Linked DNA regions of Mus musculus: region 2 is linked to region 1. Evidence: chromatin contacts called from public HiChIP or PLAC-seq data. All regions are on one chromosome and are shown on one strand. Each heading gives the region's core, a stretch centred on a gene start, on an enhancer-like site or on the middle of the called end of the contact. The rest is flanking DNA. Distances are from core to core; before and after follow the strand shown.

What was found. HiChIP or PLAC-seq counts read pairs in DNA pulled down with a chosen protein or histone mark.
Region 2: a contact with region 1 is called in an H3K27ac HiChIP or PLAC-seq map of embryonic stem cells, with 5 read pairs. The contact joins two enhancer-like sites. A contact is called at or near these places in 2 of 115 datasets of contacts at active chromatin or transcription factors (both in embryonic stem cells).

Annotation. Positions count from the first base shown.
Region 1 is chr11:29,713,529-29,717,221 of GRCm38.p6, forward strand. All of the region lies in intron 3 of Rtn4 (reticulon 4), which reads left to right. Among named protein-coding and RNA genes, the nearest start is that of Rtn4, 22 kb to the left of the region's middle. Within about 2 kb of position 1,418, at least 8 of the 459 cell types and tissues checked have an H3K27ac peak or open chromatin away from gene starts, as enhancers often do. A contact at or near this core is called in embryonic stem cells, where this site is marked.
Region 2 is chr11:30,176,295-30,180,283 of GRCm38.p6, forward strand. All of the region lies in intron 1 of Sptbn1 (spectrin beta, non-erythrocytic 1), which reads right to left. Among named protein-coding and RNA genes, the nearest start is that of Sptbn1, 41 kb to the right of the region's middle. Within about 2 kb of position 1,352, at least 55 of the 459 cell types and tissues checked have an H3K27ac peak or open chromatin away from gene starts, as enhancers often do. A contact at or near this core is called in embryonic stem cells, where this site is marked.

The sequences.
Region 1 (3,693 bases), core at 168-2,667:
GTAGTCCAACAATGGTTATCTCTTGAAAGAAAGGCCAAGGATCTGGTTATAAAACTGAAAGTCTTAGCCATCTCAATCTTTTGCAGCGTTCAGGTAATTCCTTCAGAGGTCTTGAGTCTATGTTGGAACCTCACAGAAGTACATTCTAATACCACCAGGGGTATTAGTGCCTTAGTAACGGGATAGATGAACTTGCCAGAGAGACTGAGGTTAAGGAAGCAAAAAGCAAAAGCTTTTTATGCAGGCTGGCCCAGATTTAGGGTGAATCTTTTTCCACCTTCAGATAATCCAGGTTTAAGGTGGGTCTTCCCATCTCAAATGATCAAATCAAGAAAATCCTCCACAGGTGTGCCCAACTACTTGGGTTTCTTCAGATTTATTTTATGTGTATGAGTGTTTGCTTGTATTGCTTCTATATATGCATCACATGAGTTCCTGGTGCCAGGGAGGTCAGGGTGTATTGACTCTCCTGGAGCTGGAGTTAAAGATGGTTGTGAGCTATCAAGTTGGTAGAGGTTTTTAACTTTCTTTTTGGTTTTTCGAGACAGGGCTGTATAGCCTGTATAGCCCTGGCTGTCCTGGAACTCACTTTGTAGACCAGGCTGGCCTGGAACTCAGAGATCCGCCTGCCTCTGCCTCCCAATTGCTGGGATTATAGGAGAGCGCCACCACGCCCAGCGGTTTTTAACTTTCTTTGTTAGGTTTATTCTAAGGGTTTTAGAATTTGAAACAGGTTCTCTCTGTGCAGCGGGGTGGGGAACCTGGAACCCTCCCTATGTAAATCAGATTGGCCATGAGTTTAATTCTTCCCGCCTCTATACCCTGAGTGCAAGATTAAATGCTCTTCACCACATTGTTTCTTGTTCAGTGTGCCCTTTGATGGTATGTAGACAGTCTACTGTATCTTTAATGCTAACTTTGAATCCTAACCATTTTGTAGAAGGTGTTTATCAGATTATCAGCCTTCTTGTGGAGTCTCGAGGGTCTCTGATGTATAGAATTGTAACACTTGAAAATAGGATTTTTTTTCTTAACTACTTCCTTTCTTATTTAAATGCCTTTTATTACCTTCCTGTGTGTTACTACCAAAGCCAGGATTTCAAGCATTTATTGGTCATTTGTGCTTTAGTTTTTATGAATTGCTTGTTTAACCTTTGTTCATTTTTCGATTTTGATGCTCTATGATCTTGTTTTTATGTGCAGGGTGCAAAGTCTTCTCTCTCTAAGATTTTTATGCACACATCAGTGGACAGTTTGACTTTTACAAAGGAAGCCGCTTTCTTTTTACTACTCTTAATTTTATTCTTACTTAGTTCCAATTTATTTATAATTGTCGCAGTTATTTTTATTCCCATCATATTCTGATCTAGCCTCCTGGTGCCAGGCAACCATTCAACTGTTGGATGATTGAGAATAGCTTTTGCTAGTTTCCCAGTGGTTGGTTAGGCAATCAAATGCAGATTTGGGTGTTGGTGCCATCTAGTGTGGGTAATGGTAAAACCATTTCTATGGAATATTTGATAAGTAACCATACTGAATAAATGTGGCTGGTCACAAAATTTCACACTTGTTATAAAACAAATTTATAAACTATTTTGAATTTTGACATTTTGTACAGAATTAAATACTTGAGCTATGCTATAAGCATTCTGAAATGACCCTGAAGATGTGTTTCTGTTAAGGTAAAAGGCCTAATGACTTAATTTTTAAATTGTAAGTTTAGAAATACTTTGGGTCTTTAACTCACTCACTCTCTCTCTCTCTCTCTCTCTCTCTCACATGCTTGTGCATTCGAGGTCATTGCATTCAAGGTCTCATATTTGATGAGGCATGTCAGTTTGACTTCACAAAGGAAAGCCTGTTTCATTTTTTAGTACTCTTTTATTTTTACTTTTAGTTCTGATTTATTTATAATTGTCTGGATTCTTGCAGAGTTATTTTTATTCCCATCATATTCTGATTTAACCTCCTGGTGCAAGAGAAACATTTTCAGTTTCTCTGGATTTTAATATTCATATATTGAAATTGCTATGTGATGTTGTTAAAAGAGTTTGAAAATGCTCAATTTTTTGTCATTTTGAATGTTATTTTTTAGATTTCAAATCCTATTCCATTTTTGAATATTGAGTTCACCATTGTTGAAGTACTGACTTTTAGTCCATAGAGGGCATTAGATTACAGCATATGGTAGGGTTTATGGTTGTTAATGTCTCTCAGCAGTAAAACATCTAGTTTTGTACCTCTGTGTGCTTAGAATTCTAAAATTAGTTTCAAGACTGCTGTGTAACTGTCACTGTTTCATATTAATAAAAGATTCGGGCTCTCCATTATTAATAGACGTCTAAATCGTAGCTTCCCAAAACAATATACAAGCAAAGTAAATGGCTGCTCTCTTCTCTTTTCTCTTTTCCTTCCTTTTCCTTTTCCTTTTTTTCTTTTCAATCTTTAAAGGCACAGGGAAATTTAAAAGGAAGGAAGGAAGGAAGGAAGGAAGGAAGGAAGGAAGGAAGGAAAAGGAAAGGGGAAGAAGGGGAAGAAGAGAAAGGGGAAGAAGGAGAGGAAGGGGAAGAAGGGGAAGGGAAAAGCAAAACAAACCAAAAATTTTGCTGGCATTAAAAGTAAAAGAAGTGGAAGGAGTTTGAGAGAGCAGGATGAGGTGAACACCAGGTGGGCTTACTAACTAGGTTGTTTTGTTTCTTTTTTGAAACAAACATAACTATATAATGTTAGCTGGCCTTGAACTCAGAGAATGCTACCTGACTGCTTTCCCAATGCTGGTTTAAAGGTCTGTACCATTCTGGGCTTTCACATCTGCTTTGAGACAGTTCTCTTGTGCTTAAAATCCTTCCAAATAGATACAAACTTTAAAAAAAAAAAAAATGCTCCCCAGGCAGTGGTGGCGCATGCCTGATTCCAGCACTTGGGAGGCAGAGGTAGGTGGATTTCTGAATTCGAGGTCAGCCTGGTTTACAGAGTTGAGTTCCAGGACAACCAGGGCTACACAGAAACCCTGTCTTGAAAAAACAAAACAAAACAACCCCAAAACTCACACATGCTACTTTATCAGAGATTTTTTTTATTAGCAACTTATTTAATTATATTTTTTCTTAGTTAACCATGCATTGTAAAAAAAAAAAAGTGTTTTGACTAAGGTAAGAGAGACATTGAAAGTAGGTAATTTTAGATCATCGTACTCTTTAGAAGTGAGTTGGAGACCTTGCAGGTCTTTGGTTTTATTTTTTTAGCATTATATTTACAAGTTTGATCTGTGACTCTTCCTTTGGCATTCTGTAAGGAGAAAATAGAATACTACACCAGATATTCAAAGCATCACGTTGCCAGTTGGTTTGCATGTGTATTATTTGAGGACTATTCTTGAGAGAATTTTATTCTTTAAAGGTTGGTATTTAAATTCATTTAGATGAAGTTTAATGAGAAAGTATGACCCATAAATTGTGTACTCATAAATTTTGCTCGTTGATTTTTCAGAGTAAAATATTTTTGCTTGGCTAACTTAAAAACTGCAGTTTTAAAACACTGAGAAAGAAGTGGGTAAAAATGTCAGCTGGTACCTATGAGTTAGCTAGTTTTCTCTATACTTACCATAAATTGTAATAACTAAAACTAAAGAATTGATTATCATTCTGCAAAAACTTAACTTAAGGCTTTTAATTTGCTTTCTTAAATAAAAGC
Region 2 (3,989 bases), core at 102-2,601, 460 kb after region 1:
AAAGGGGAAAAAGGACTTTAGCTCAGGGCTAGCAACTATGTTGTTCTTTAACTATGGGCCTGGCTAACCCTGAGCCACAAGTGGTCGCAGGGCAAATTAAAGGCTAGAAACCAAACAAATACACACGAAATTCAAGTGATCAACCATAACTCCCCAGAGTGAGGAAACATGAAAGCTGGCTACAAGGTTGCCTTGCCAGTCTAGAAGGAGCCAATGAGCACCAAGGTCGTCCAGCCAAGACATCCTCAAAAGCAGCAACAAAGGATACCCACGGCTGACAAGCAGGACAGCCAACAGTGTCGGTCAACCAAAGTTTCTATGAAGCCAGTCTCCTTCCACAGCACTAACAATACTGAAGGGCTGCAGATGGAGAGCAGCAGCTTTTGCTAGTAAATTTCTTGTTCAGATGAAAAATGACAGCAGATAAACCAGGAATGGAGGTATATGTCTGTAATCCTGGCTACAACTCTTGGCTTGGCATGTTCAATCATCAGTCAGTCACACACACACACACACACACAGAGAATCCTAGGATTATAATGTCATTATACACATACGCATACACTCCCCCACATACACAAATAAGCAGCAATGCGACACTGTGATCTTCTCAGATCCTAAGGCCTGAGCTTAACATGGGTTTCATAAGGATCAGTGGTATAAAGAGCTGGCTAGAGCATACAAACAAGAGGTGACTGACAAAGTAGGCTCCTGATGCTAGTTTGTTTCAAGTTTCAAATACTGTTTAGTTCTACATGTAGTTAGTTCTACCTTTAGTCCCTACCACTTGACATGCCAAAAAAAGAAGAAATCTTATAAAACAATGGCACCCCAAGTAATCTTCAAGAGAATTTCTTCAAAGAACTTCTTCCCAGCCATCACTGCTCTGACAATCCAGGGTACTCTGTAACCCTCGTTGGATGCTTCAATTTTCTTGGCATTGGCTTCCTTCCCCAGGGGCCCCATGGCTGACAGAACCAGCCCATTCACCTTTCACCTAAGGCTGTAATGCAAATGAACCCAAGGTTACTTATTTACACAACAAAGGAATTCTGTTTGGTCCTAGAAACGGAAAGAGTGGTTCTCAGGTGCTACTAAAGGAGAAAGTAATCACACGGAAAAAAGGGTTAGTTTTAGAACCCTTTTCCAAGGACAATACAGTTAACTGCTCTGGGCTATTTACTTGCACAGACTGGATTCAGTGGGGAAAAAACCCCAAAACAGCAGACATTATGGTCTAGATGCACTAGCTAAAACCAGTAAGTTCCTAAGTCCTCATACTCTCTCAGACTCACCTTATGTGAACCTAAGGTGAGGCGTTTCAGAGCCTCCAGGAAGTACTGTAGAGGAGCAGCTTTGTCCAATGCTGCTCTGCGACTGTAGGAGCCAAGTGAGCATGTTAAGGGGCTAATCATGCTAACCCTACTATAGAGGGAAGCCTGGCTCCTTGAGTGCTACAGCTGGTGTCACAAAGTTTGAGTTTACTTATGTGAGGGCTGAGACTAGGTGTCACACCCACAGGCTCAATCTGGAAGAAAATGCCAAGATGTAGCCTAATACTGCATGTCTTCCCTCCCACACCTACAGAGGCCACAAGACAAAAGTAAATTGTTTCGGCTGTCTTTGACCAAGTACCTGTTATAGCTCCTTCTACATTTCAGATGCACTACAGCTTAAAGTAAAGGGGAATATCCCGTGACCTATATAAATCAGCAGTCAGCTTTATGTTTACGAGAGAAGACGACAGAATGCACACATTCACACAAGCAAGTTGCTCAGAAGACACATCTTGGGGGAAAGACCCTTTATCAGGGACATGACATCTTTCAGAACTTCCTAAGAAGTTCTCTAGACTTCTCTAGACAGAGAAGCCAAAGAAAAGAGCCCATCAATCCTATAATGAATCTTGTGATTCTGGACTGAGTACAATTATCACATACACTCAGAAAAAGTCACTACCAAAAGACACTGGCTCAGATCAAATTAAACCATAAATAAAAATAAAAATAAAAATAAAAATAAAAATAAAAAAAACCTTACTTCCTGGTGCCAGAATTAAAGCATTATCAGCTAGCAAAGAAAACCAAGTTTTGTGGTTTTAAGATACTAACACGCGTGGATAAACTGCTCTAAAAATTATTTTTACATGATATGGGGAAATTCAAAAAGTGGCCTGAGAAGTGACTGGGGAAACTAGAAGTATTCATTTATGCCAGGAGACAGCCACACCCCAAATATGGAGTATCTACTTTATTCCAATGTGGACATCAGATATCAAAGGGCCAGTTGGGCTTAAACTTAACAATAAATAGGAGAGAAGCTGAAGTTTTTAAAATCAAGAAAATTTAGTAGCTGGGATGGGGGTGGGAGACACATCTTTGATCCTAGCACTCCACTTGGGAGGCAGAGGCAGGTAAATCTCTGGGCCTGCCTGCCTGCTCTGTGGAGTTCCAGGACAGCAAGGCTACACAGTGAAACCCTGTCTGGAAAAAAACAAAACAAAACAAACAAACAAACAAACAAGAATCATCAAGCTGGGGGCTGGAGAGATAGCTCAGTGGTTAAGAGCACAGACTGCTCTTCCACAGGTCCTGAATTCAAATCCCAGCAACCACATGGTGGCTTACAACCATCTGTTATGGGATATGATGCCCTCTTCTGGTGTGTCTGAAGAGGACTACAGTGTATTCATAGAAACTAAATAAATAAATAACTCTTTAAAAAAAAATTCATCAAGCTGAGGACCTAAAGTTGGAGAGTTATCATTTGTCCCATGCTAGGGAAACTTGGACAAAACTCCACATTCCTGGGTAATACGGTCAACTTTTTTTGTTTTTTCCTAGACAGGATTTTTCTGTATAACCCTCCCTGGCTGTCCTGGAACTCACTCTGTAGACCATGCTGGCCTCGAACTCAGAAATCTGCCTGCCTCTGCTTCCCAAGTGCTGGGACTAAAGGTGTGCGCCACCACTGCCTGGATAATGCTGTCAACTTTTGAAAACTGCTCCAGCACCACCATTTCCCGAGAAGGGAAGACCATACTCTTAACTCCAAAACCTTTACCTAAATATCAGCACCCATCACTCTAGGACCTTACAAATCATTTTTAGTAATGGCAAAACAGATCAGAAAATTCTGTATTGTTTATTGAGCCTCTTTTATATCAGAATCACCAAACAGAATGAGTCTTCCGAGGTAAGACATGTCTTGTGTACGACACTGACTTACCATACTTCCCTCCCTGCCACCACCAATTATGAACCAGTCTGGACAAAAATCAAGAATTTTAATCTCTCAGGATTCGCCCTTCCCAAATCTGCGTCTCTCAAGTCCTTGCAGAATTCTAGTCTGAGATCTAGAAAATCATAGACTAAGGAACTGGGTCTTCTCAAAAATTATTACTGAAAACACACTAGAAAGCCAGCACAGCATTAAAAACAACAACAACAACAACATACAGTTTCAAAGCAAACTGTCTGGGTTGTAATTCTGACTACACTTCACTAGCTGAGCATTTCTGGCCAATACGCCCTTTGTGCCTCACTCTGCCTATCTTCATGATGGAGATAATACTTCAATGGGATTCAGTAAGGAACATAGAAATCAAGGCTCAAATACACAGAACTCTACCTGCACAAGTCTTGTGTGGCTGCTCTTGAGCATACTACAACTTTCTGGCACCTATCGGACTTTAGGCAAGGGTCTCTCACTGTGCTGCTGTCCAACACTGGAACGTCCCACTCCTTTATGGCCCATCATTCCCTCCACAGGACTTGATTCTTTGATCTCAGAGAACAGGACATCTACACTGTTTAAATTTGGGATTTGTTCTTTGTTTGTTCTCAGGGGTAAGAGTGCTTTTTCTTTTTTTAGTTTTTTTCTTCCCTTTAAAACAGTGAACATCTATTAGACATAGATAGCATCAAACAAAATCAATGTGCACAAGGTAAAACAGTATTACAGAAGTCTTTAAAACTTGTATTAGATGA